3 separate regions of the Drosophila melanogaster genome follow, and all the other regions are linked to region 1. A link is a contact called in public Hi-C and HiChIP or PLAC-seq data. All regions are on one chromosome and are shown on one strand. Each heading gives the region's core, a stretch centred on a gene start, on an enhancer-like site or on the middle of the called end of the contact. The rest is flanking DNA. Distances are from core to core; before and after follow the strand shown. Region 1 holds the start of esc (extra sexcombs). Region 2 holds the start of Boh2 (Buddy of Hmr 2). Region 3 holds the start of cmet (CENP-meta).

Evidence for each region. Hi-C and Micro-C count contacts between places; a contact is called where the count stands out from the background. HiChIP or PLAC-seq counts read pairs in DNA pulled down with a chosen protein or histone mark.
Region 2: a Hi-C map of the Kc167 cell line shows a contact between it and region 1, with 1.6 times the contacts expected there. The contact joins the promoter of Boh2 here to the promoter of esc in region 1. A contact is called at or near these places in 3 of 107 Hi-C or Micro-C datasets (the Kc167 cell line and brain).
Region 3: an H3K27ac HiChIP or PLAC-seq map of the Kc167 cell line shows a contact between it and region 1, with 7 times the contacts expected there. The contact joins the promoter of cmet here to the promoter of esc in region 1. A contact is called at or near these places in 8 of 107 Hi-C or Micro-C datasets (the Kc167 cell line, cellular blastoderm embryo, embryo and 3 more) and 1 of 6 datasets of contacts at active chromatin or transcription factors (the Kc167 cell line).

The regions. Positions count from the first base shown.
Region 1 is chr2L:11,827,558-11,831,390 of dm6, reverse strand. It overlaps esc (extra sexcombs), which reads left to right and starts at 1,986. Exons shown (of 4, transcript NM_058083.4): 1 at 1,986-2,215; 2 at 2,288-2,421; 3 at 2,484-2,655; 4 at 3,020-3,833. The coding sequence starts at 2,156. Pde1c (Phosphodiesterase 1c) reads left to right here. Exons shown (of 10, transcript NM_001144348.4): 7 at 560-1,114.
Region 2 is chr2L:11,176,901-11,180,733 of dm6, reverse strand. Boh2 (Buddy of Hmr 2) reads right to left here and starts at 1,702. Exons shown (of 1, transcript NM_135655.4): 1 at 304-1,702. The coding sequence starts at 1,502. The coding sequence ends at 744. All of the region lies in intron 2 of Ca-beta (Ca2+-channel-protein-beta-subunit), which reads left to right.
Region 3 is chr2L:11,267,373-11,271,205 of dm6, reverse strand. cmet (CENP-meta) reads left to right here and starts at 2,204. Exons shown (of 12, transcript NM_080254.3): 1 at 2,204-2,498; 2 at 2,574-2,696; 3 at 2,754-3,100; 4 at 3,154-3,833. The coding sequence starts at 2,360. It overlaps cana (CENP-ana), which reads right to left and starts at 1,426. Exons shown (of 11, transcript NM_001032076.2): 1 at 1,164-1,426; 2 at 966-1,088; 3 at 562-908; 4 at 1-508. The coding sequence starts at 1,302.

The DNA.
Region 1 (3,833 bases), core at 737-3,236:
ACTCCGATTGCCATTTCGTCTAGGATTTTTGTTTTGTTTCGGAATTGATGCATTTTTAAAAGTTGCCCTACCAGAAGGAAACGAATTGTTGAACTGTATTGTCTATTTTAACAAAATATTTGTTTTTTTTTTTTGTATATAAATGTGAACAGTGAAATTCTTGAAGGTTCAACTTTAGAACATGATTGACAGATATTTTATTTAGAGTAAGGCAATCTTCGTGGGAAAAGTCCAATCCACTGCCCCTACTAAACCCAAAAGCTTTATCACAATCTCTCAACTGATGTTCTATTTATATATTCTTTCTTTCTATTGCCAAAACTATTTACCTAAAACCAAAAAAAAAAAAAAACATGAAAACTAAATGAAAACTTTTGCACAAAACACACAAACAATCCGAATGCTATGCAACGTCAAATCAACGTGGTGTCTCGTTGCCCAAAAATTGCCCATTTGCATTTTCGCTGTTACTCACTGCCAACTGCTGGGCGCCGAAAAACTTGACCGCCTTGGCACTCGAAACTGGCGCCCAACGTATGCCGGCCATTTACTTCTGCAGGGAGGGCTGCAATGGGAATTGCAAGAACCTGAACTGCAGTCGCCATAGCCACGGACGCGATGACCAGCAGCAGGACAACAACAACTCCAATAGGAGTTGCAGCCTGCAGGAGGCGTCGCCTGGGGGAGCAGGTGCAGGTGTCACACCAGGCGCTGACAACCAGGACAGCATAGAGAGTCGCACCAAGGGCGTTTCCCAGGCGCCGCAGACCCACAGTGGCCCAACGGGTCCACCATCCAACACCTCGAGCGAAACTATCGCACAACCTGCCCCTAAGCTTCAACCCGCCCTGGAAACCGTAAGGGAATCGGTGATGGAAGAAAGTCCTTCGAAGGATCCCGGCGACAAGGGACCACCGCCGCCCGCCAGCACATCCACATTGACATCCCAAACCACCACCTCCTCCAGCGCAACCGCGGAGCCAAGTGCCAAGGCGGCCGAGAGTCAAGCGGGAAGTGCCGGCAGCAGTGGCAGTTGCAGTAACCCAGCGGCGGTGCATCGGCAACGCCGCCTAAGGACACCCACCTGGGCCAGGTCCATGTCGACGAACAAAACGTACTTGAAATTTGATTTCTATGCTAGACTAACGTTTATCCGTTACGCCTCTTCAGTTCGTTCGATTTGCCTTTATCGTTTCACGTTTGCGTTAACCAACCAACAACCACACAGCTCCAGAATGAACTACTTTCTATATATACACACATAACTCTATGAACTCTGTCTCTCTATCTCTCCTTTATCCAATCTATCCATCTGTCTGCTGACCTCTGTCTGCGATTTCCACTGCTGTAATCTTCTGTCTAGCCTCTGTCCCCTACCCCAAATCTTTTGCTCGCTTCTGTTGTAAATAACTATTTTATCCTAGACTAATCAAAAAAAAAAAAAGAAAAAAGGACACTTGTTTCGTTCCCCAGCCGCGCTCAGCGGGATTGTAAATGTTTCGTTGCCGCGTTTGGACAAAAAATTGCTTACTACGTTTAAATACTCCGTGCAACTATTAAATCAAACTTACATTCATACGTAGTAAGCACTTGAAGGAGTGAGAACTGGAAGATATACTTTAAATGTATTCAAAACTGCTTAAAGTATTTGTATGATACATTTGCATTTCTGAGAAACTATATCTTCCACTTTTGACGCCACTCGCAAGCAGCAACTCTCCTAGTCTTGTCGACCAGTGTAATTTTGTGAATACATGTACAAAGTTTGAATACCGCACATGAATCCATGGCATGTTGATTGTCCTACATTTGTTTGTTTTCTATATTAAAAAACTAGCTTGCGCATGTGTTTTGTCGTTTTTGAACTTTTTTTAACTTTCCCGCCTAAGTGTGTTAAATACCGTTTAATGTTTACCAACACTGGCCAGCCGATCGTGACCAGGTGGCCACGCTGCGCAATGGTAAGACCGTACTGCCTGCAATGCCTGGGTATTTTACGCGATCCGTGACTGGGGTCACACCATTGCCGCCAAAAAAAAACATTTTCATTCGCCTCGTTATTTAAACATTTAAAAAAAGCATTATCGAATAGTTCATTGAAGTCGCGGCCTAATTTGGGTTTCATTTAACCGTACAAACGTGCCGCGCGTTCGAAATGAGCAGTGATAAAGTGAAAAACGGCAACGAGCCCGAGGAGTCGGAGGAATCATGCGGCGTGAGTAGCGAATGACAAATGGCTGTGCGAACCGAGAATTAATGGATCTTTTGGGCCATGTGCCGGCTGCAGGATGAGTCGGCCAGCTATACCACCAACAGCACCACCTCGCGCAGCAAGTCCCCGTCATCCAGCACGCGCAGCAAGCGCCGCGGTCGCCGGAGCACCAAATCGAAGCCAAAAAGTCGCGCCGCCTACAAATACGAGTAAGAATATGCACTTTCTCAGCTGGCCACTGATACTGAACCTACAAATGATTACCATGAAGCACCCACGTGAAGGAGAACCACGGAGCCAACATCTTCGGCGTAGCCTTCAACACGCTGCTGGGCAAGGATGAGCCACAGGTCTTCGCTACGGCGGGCAGCAACCGGGTGACCGTCTACGAGTGCCCTCGACAGGGCGGGATGCAGCTGCTCCACTGCTATGCAGATCCGGATGTGAGTCGCCAGGATACAGAATACACTTTCAAGACCCTATTGATCAGTTGGCTAAAGTTAGGGGCTTCATACATTAGACATCGCATTCAAAGCTGTAGAAAAAGTGGGATCCAGTCAAAGTTTCTATTAAATCATTGCTTTTGTTAATTGTTTTAAAGTAAGAACAATCGTTACAGGCTTTCAGCATGGTTTCACAATATCCAAACATTTATCATTTCTTGTATTAAGTTTGGTTTTTCATAACAGTCAAGTTTTCAAATTAAAGCTTATATTGTTAATTTAGCCGAGAGTAACTGAGAATATGGTCGCAAATGTAATTGTACAAACTCGAAATACATCAACAAATCTTGAATTCCCTTCCCAGCCCGATGAAGTATTTTACACCTGCGCCTGGTCGTACGACCTTAAGACCTCTTCACCTCTCCTGGCCGCTGCTGGATACCGCGGAGTCATCCGGGTTATTGATGTCGAGCAGAATGAGGCGGTGGGCAACTACATTGGCCATGGACAGGCCATTAACGAGCTGAAGTTCCATCCGCACAAGCTACAGCTTTTGCTTTCGGGCAGCAAGGATCACGCGATAAGATTGTGGAACATCCAGAGCCATGTGTGCATTGCCATCCTGGGCGGAGTGGAGGGACATCGCGATGAGGTGCTGTCCATCGACTTTAATATGCGTGGAGATCGCATTGTGTCGAGCGGCATGGATCACTCGCTGAAGCTGTGGTGTCTGAATACGCCCGAGTTCCATCACAAGATCGAACTGTCGAACACTTTCAGCCAGGAGAAGTCAACGCTGCCTTTCCCCACGGTGACCAAGCACTTCCCCGATTTTTCAACGCGGGATATACACAGGAACTATGTGGACTGTGTGCAGTGGTTCGGCAACTTTGTGCTCTCCAAGTCCTGCGAAAATGCCATTGTCTGCTGGAAACCGGGACAACTACATCAGAGCTTCGAGCAGGTGAAGCCGAGCGACTCCTCCTGCACGATAATTGCGGAATTCGAGTACGACGAGTGCGAGATCTGGTTCGTGAGATTCGGCTTCAATCCGTGGCAGAAGGTGATTGCCCTGGGCAATCAGCAGGGCAAGGTGTATGTGTGGGAGCTGGATCCCAGCGATCCCGAGGGCGCACACATGACCACCCTGCACAATTCGCGTAGCGTGGCCACTGTGC
Region 2 (3,833 bases), core at 453-2,952, 650 kb after region 1:
TAAAACAGAGAGTAAATCGGCGCAGTTGGCCATTTGGATTTGATGCCCCTTCACCTTGCCAGTCCCCCGTCTCGTGGGCTTGGCGATCAGAGTACCTTTCCAGGAATCGGAAACTGGGCTCGTCCGCACTCCGCCTGTTCCTCTGGACAGGTCTGCGCTGCGGCACTTCCAGCTTGAACCTGAGTGCTTTGATGTTTGGCCCGTTTGGCTGCCAGAAACTAATATCCTTTGCGAAACTGATATGATTTCGGCATGGAACGGGTTTTAGGATCATTCGTACTTATATAATGACAAAAGCTTATTGGGTTCATTAGATTTATTTATTCAATTTTTTATCTTATTTTTCCGATAGATTTTTATTAAACATATTTCAATTCAACTTTGGTAATGATTATCATTGCTAAACAGAACTGCATTGGTGATGATGAAGTATTCTTCCTTTAAACATTAACCAATTTTGTATTTTTCCAGTCTTAATTGTTTGAAAACATCTATGTAATTTATATAGCAGATCATAAGTTGATAACGATCTAAAATGATTATGAGCTAAGCAATCCCACTTCTCATAAGTTTTTTATTGAATAACTTTAGATTTATGTGGATATACATTTAGGAAACACACAATATTGTTATACTAAATTTATTGGCCTAGATTAACTATATTTAGGGTAGGTCGCTGTAGTAGTTGACCCAAGCGTTTTTGGCTTAACTAAAGTATTCCTCCGCAAAGGGAAGTCGGTCATCTAGCGGCGACTATTCTCCTCCAAGCGCGCCACCGTACGTCGCAACTCGACAAGCTCCGCCTGAAGGCGATCCACGGAGTCAGCTTGAACTGCACTGACAGCTGGGAGAGGGCCTGAAGGAACTGGAGCTGGAGCTGAAGGATTCACCGCCAAGGGTGGAACGGCGCGTCTAAATGGTACTGCACCCTCTACGCTGGCGATGGAGAAGTTCGGATGGATTTGAGGAGTAGTCACATGGCCAGTGGCCGCTGGAGTGCCCGCAGACGTTGAGACGCTGGCCACTGGCCGTGATAGTATTAGCGATGAAATATAGCCCGATGGCGGAGTTCCCTTATGGTTGGTTAAAAACTTTTGTAGCTTGGACGCAGCACTGTCACGTTGCGATTCCAGCAGCAGACGCATGGCCTCCTGGTCGCCGGATCTGGCCTTCTCCAGCGAGTCGGAGCCCTCGTCGATGATCACATAGTTGATGACATGGGCATGGGTGCCCGGCTTTATTCGGTATACTAGCTGTCCACCATCACTAATTTTCGAGAGCGCCGGAATGTCGCCCATATGGGCCATTTCGCCGCCCACTTGAAAGATCGATGTGTGCCCATTGACTACCAGTGGCTTGGGCATTATGTACGGCGCGGACACGAACTGGGAGCACTTCCTCTTCGTCTTCTCCACCACAGTGGCCACTTTGCATCCGGTGGTGTTGCAGGTGCGCAATGGAAGCAGCGCATCCCCGCCAGAAGCCGGATTTGTTTGCTGCATTGTCTTGGCTATACGACAGTTCTCACGGCAGCTGATTGTGAATTGCCTGCTCCTCTGCAAATCGGCCAACGCTTTTCGATCACGCACAAACTTATTTTTTATTTATTTTTCTCGTTTTAGTGGTTTAAAAAACGTTTTTAATGTTAAAAACTCAGCGTTGTCTTTTTTTTTTGTAGTGTGAACCACGCGTTAGGGAATCACAGGTTTCCCGAAGATACCACGAAAAATACCATAAAATACCAGAGTGCCGTTGCGCATGTTGATAGACCGATAAGCGTAAAGCGGGAAATTCGAAAATTCTTTGGCGATTGCAAGAAAGCAAAAAATGCTTTTAGATATTTCTGGCTATTACTTATTAAATATTAGTTGTTAGAACATAAATGCTAGTATAGCTTAGCTTGTAAAAGTAATTAAGATTTAAGTTGAACATATACAACGCATTTCTATTTTTGCCTTGCAATCTAAAAAATCGCTCAATTACTAACTTATTATTTGTATATGTTTTATGTCTATAGTTGTCTGAACAAACATTAATTAAAACTATATTTGAAGCTTGCGACCATAATAGCTAATGAAGACAATTAAGAATGGGGCCCTTCTTAACACATTAAGTTCTCGCAGAGTGAGATAATAAATAATTTGCATACATAATCGAGGTGAGAGCATTCAGGTGTCTGGGAAATGGCGCGTGGGTGCAACGACCACCGCGCTGACCTCGAAACGGGGCAAATGGAGCTGGACGACGGATCGGATGATGGGTGGAGTAGAATGGAGTTGCACCCGCTTCATTTACATTCCAAGTACTTTAAGAGCGAACGCTGGTCGTTAAAAGATGCTGCTCGGATCGGACATTGAGCAGCGGGTTTTAGTACTGAAACAGCGAACGGACCGGACTGGACTGGACTGGACCGGGCTGGACAGTTCCAGCCGCCAGCTTCTTTAATTTCCACTCGTCAATCATCCATCTCGGCGAACTCAGAGTTGCAGCCTCATTGTTGGCTCAAATGAAATAATTACTTTAGCACACAGCGACTGACTGACTCCGTCTGGAAATGGATTGGAATGGGCCAACTCGGACCACGCCAGGCCAGGCCAGGCCCTTCGTGCATCTGCATCCTTAGTCATGGCCAATATATCGACTCGCATTAACCACGACAACAACTGCAGTCGGCAGAAAGGCAGTGCAATAAAATCCTCCAACACGTTTCGTCCCGAGTCCGGGAATAATAAGAAATGAAATGCCATTTATTAAGCATTAATAAGTGCAGGCGTCCACGTCCATCCGCCATCCTCGATCTCCATCTCCATCGCGCCCAAATGCGCAAGATGCACTCCCATCTGACTCAGCATGCGATGCCTGTGGGCATCCCATCAGCTCTCCTGCCCCTCATCCATCCAATGGTCACATGGTTGGTCCTATGCTCACATGCAGACTCCATTTTGGCCATAAAGTTTAACTCAGGGGGTGGTAGAATTCAGATCAAACCAGGTCTATCAATTCTTCTATCAAATCTTTATAAATGTGGGCCATCCTTTAGAGCTTCTCTGACTCCGTAATCCTTGCTGGTTAGAACTAGTTGCCTACTTGTAAAACAACAAAAGTTTCCATTTTTCAGAGCTCATTAATTTTTAATCTATGGGCTGTAGTCTGTCAACATATTAACAAAATGGGCAAATTAGTTGCATTTAATATCTACAAAATAGCCTTTCAAGTTATGCATTTGCGAATAAATATAACAATATTAAAACATATTGTTGCTAAAGTTTTTACTCTTTGATAGCCGTGACTAATCAGAATTCAAGACGGGTACCTGGGGCCTTCGACATAAAAAAAACGGCACACAAAGGACCGTCGGCACCTGCAGGGTTAACTTAATTAAATTCCATTGCGTTTTGGCTCAGAAATGTGAGCAACATGATGCAATTATGAATTATAAAATTAATATAAAGCGCACTTAACATGCAGGACCGTCGACGGCAGCGGAAATATTTCGCCGAATCCAGCCCACAGACTCAGGACTCAAAACCCAAGACCCCAAAAGCCTGACCGCAGATTTCCCCACCGCGCACTCCTTGGTTCGTTCTTCTTCTTTTGTTTGTAGCTCATTGGGTGTGGACCCTAAAATCTTAATTGCAGGGAACGCACAAAGTGCAGGAACTGGGGAGCTGCAAGTGGGGATGCGGATGCGAGGGCAGACTCTTCCTTGAAGGCCACAAATTTTCTGGCCATTATACTTTTGAAATGTTCGCCCAAGCTGGTATTATAGTTAGTTTTGTGTGACATTAGGTTAATATTTATAAATTTATATAAATTATTATTAAATATTTTCA
Region 3 (3,833 bases), core at 955-3,454, 560 kb after region 1:
GCGAGGCGCTGGAAACGATCTTCAACATGTCGCGCTTGATGCGACCTTCCAATTCCTGCAATACCAGCTGGCTCTCATTCTTGATCTTCTTCTTAGCAAGCTTATCCTTCAACATACTGATCCCGCGATCAAGTTGCCTCATCATCGTGGTTTCAGAGTCTATCTTGCAGACCTGCGGCTTGCAACGAATTTTTTTGGCACACGTGCCGAAGCTTATAGTGGATGACGACTCCTCCACGAACGATGGCGTAATTGTACAGATGATAGAGGTCAAAACATTTCCACCCAGCGAAGGCAGCATGATGCGCGGAAGTTTCGAATCGCGAAAGCTATTCGGCTTGCTATCTACACTCTCGGAGAGGCTCTTAACCAAGTTGCGAAAAATCATAAGGCTGGATGCGTGGTCCGCGGGGTCCACCTGTTCGGATCCAGCCAGATCCACCAGGCTCAGTACGCTCTGCTTTACGGTGTCGTTATCACTGTGGTCCGACTTTCGGGACTCAATGATCTGTAGAAATAATCTTGCATATTATATGATTAATACAAGAATCTAGCACTCACTATCCTGAAGATGGCGTGCGAACGACTGGACCGCTCGTTCATGTTGGTCTCGCCCACGACGCGCTCCTTGTTGCCCATGTAGAGCTGGCGCAGGAGGTCGTCCTCGCTGGTTACGATGGACTCCTTGCAGTTCACATTCACAATCCCATTGCCGGACTCATGGATCTTGAGGTCCTGATTCTTCTTGTTCAGCAGATCGTAGATCTTCTCGTTGTAGATCTCGATGTAGCCCACGCGCAGCAGAAAGTCCCGCTCCGTCTCACTGGAGATCTGTTGAAAGATCTCCTTGGCGGCTAGCACCATGACGCCCGGATTCTGTTCGTCGCCCATCATGGTGTACGTCTTGCCTGAAATGCATGCCCGGTTTTAGGTATACCGCCGCGTATATATAGCACAGTACCCACCCGACGACGTCTGGCCGTAGGCAAAAATAGTTCCGTTGGAGCCCTGCATGCAGGCGTGCACTATGTGCTTGGCCATCCGGTCGAACACCTCCTGGTTGCTGGCGCCCTCGTCGAACACATAGTCTGCCAAACGGAATGGAATGTAAATGAGATAAAGGTCTTGTAGATCAGGATACGCTCAACGCTCTAACCACTCACCGAAGACATAGGGCTCCGCATGGCTGTCCGCCAACTGGATGGAGCGGCCCTCCTTCACCTGCCAGAGTGAAGTGAGCCCGGGCTCGCAGGGACGCACCTTGATGCAGACCTGGATGGAGCTGGCGTTCTTCGTAGACATCTTTGCGACTTGTGGGAAACGTGTTTGACATGCACAATGAACAGACACAAACAGATTTTAACGTTTTATAAAAGCTAGTTTGATCGACATGTTAGTTTCTCTTTGTAAATTCGAACAAATACCGCTTCGGAAGCGAACCAGATCGAAATACGGAACCAGTAAATAGGCGCGAGCCAGTTCAATTTAAAAGTTTGAGGAGCTTTCGGCGAATATGAAAATATAATCCAATAGGCTTCGAACATAAAACTTTTTCCGAGCTTTTTCGTGATATATAATATAGATTATTATTATCTATATTTCCAAAATAGTAAAGACCGCTAAATTAAATGCTTACTTACAGACAGACAAAAGCTGAGGGGATTGTTTAATGCATACAGAAGAATACTGTCTGATATAAACATGAGATTTCATTGGAATAATAATCCCAGTTGTTCACTATTAAAAAAAATAGGAAAATTGAAAATTTGGAAAATATTATAGTGGTTATATTAGGGAGCTTAGTTATAATTTATTTCAAATATTTGTTTTGGAATCAAATACTTTCCACATTATATGTGTGCTATGAATAGAAGTTATGAATTAGTAGAAAAAATACGAACTTATATGAAATTTAAACCGTAGTTTTCGCATGTATTTAAGAGCTTGTTCTATTTTCTGTTTGACCTTAAAGTATTGAGTCATAGAACTTTGTTAGTTAGCATGCCCTACCAATAAGAACACAACGTCTTAGAATATATATATGCCGTAGCGACCCTTGATCAGGAATGTTAATGCAGCCCTGTGGGATAAGAACATAATGTGTTTCTGTTTTTATTTTTGCAGCCCTATTTGGAACTATGATAACAATCGATGAACCGATTTATCTATCGAGTCGTTAGCGCCACTCGAAGATATCGAAGCATATACATCCCTGATTTTGCAAAGCGGCATTTGTTCGAATTTAACGAGCAACAAAGATGTCGATCAATGTTTGTTTACTGTAAAACATTGAATTTTATGTTTGTTTATGAACTGCGTTCTGTTTATCATAAAGCATTGAGACCAAGAAGGCGCCAAGATGTCTGCGAAGAACGCCAGCTCCATCCAGGTCTGCATCAAGGTGCGTCCCTGCGAGCCCGGGCTCACTTCACTCTGGCAGGTGAAGGAGCGCCGCTCCATCCACTTGGCGGACAGCCATGCGGAGCCCTATGTCTTCGGTGAGTGGTTAGAGCGTTGAGCGTATCCTGATCCACAAGACCTTTATCTCATTTACATTCCATTCCGTTTGGCAGACTATGTGTTCGACGAGGGCGCCAGCAACCAGGAGGTGTTCGACCGGATGGCCAAGCACATAGTGCACGCCTGCATGCAGGGCTTCAACGGAACTATTTTTGCCTACGGCCAGACGTCGTCGGGTGGGTACTGTGCTATATATACGCGGCGGTATACCTAAAACCGGGCATGCATTTCAGGCAAGACGTACACCATGATGGGCGACGAACAGAATCCGGGCGTCATGGTGCTAGCCGCCAAGGAGATCTTTCAACAGATCTCCAGTGAGACGGAGCGGGACTTTCTGCTGCGCGTGGGCTACATCGAGATCTACAACGAGAAGATCTACGATCTGCTGAACAAGAAGAATCAGGACCTCAAGATCCATGAGTCCGGAAATGGGATTGTGAATGTGAACTGCGAGGAGTGCATCATAACCAGCGAGGTTGACCTCCTGCGCCTGCTATGCTTGGGCAATAAGGAGCGCACCGTGGGCGAGACGAACATGAACGAGCGGTCCAGCCGTTCGCATGCCATATTTAAGATAGTAAGTGCAGCCTGCTATTTTCTTTCCGATAATCTGCAACATGTATCCCACAGATCATCGAGTCCCGAAAGTCGGACCACAGCGATGACGACGCAGTGATTCAAAGCGTGTTGAACCTGGTGGATCTGGCTGGGTCAGAGCGGGCGGACCAAACGGGTGCTCGAGGAGCGCGCCTCAAAGAGGGCGGTCATATAAACAAGAGCTTACTTTTTCTCAGTAACGTTATCAAAAGTCTGTCGGAAAACGCGGACAATAGATTTACCAACTACCGCGATTCCAAGCTGACGCGCATTCTGCAGGCTTCTTTGGGCGGCAATGCATTCACATCCATCATTTGCACAATCAAACCATCGATCATGGAAGAGTCGCAGTCTACCCTTAGTTTCGCCACGCGAGCCAAGAAAATTCGCATTAAGCCCCAAGTCAACGAGATGGTATCTGACGCCACAATGATGAAGCGGCTGGAGCGAGAAATAAAGGTGCTTAAGGATAAGCTGGCCGAAGAAGAGCGCAAAAACGAGAACCAGCAAAAGGTAGAGCATCTGGAGAGACAAATAAAACACGACATGCACAAGATAATCTGTGGTCACTCCCTGAGCGACAAGGGTCAGCAGAAGCGTCGCCGTACTTGGTGTCCCACTGCATCGGGATCGCATTTGGAGCTAGCAGAGACCGGCACAACTGAAGATCGAATTGACCAATTTCCAAAGGTCTCACACCTTCCAAAACCAGT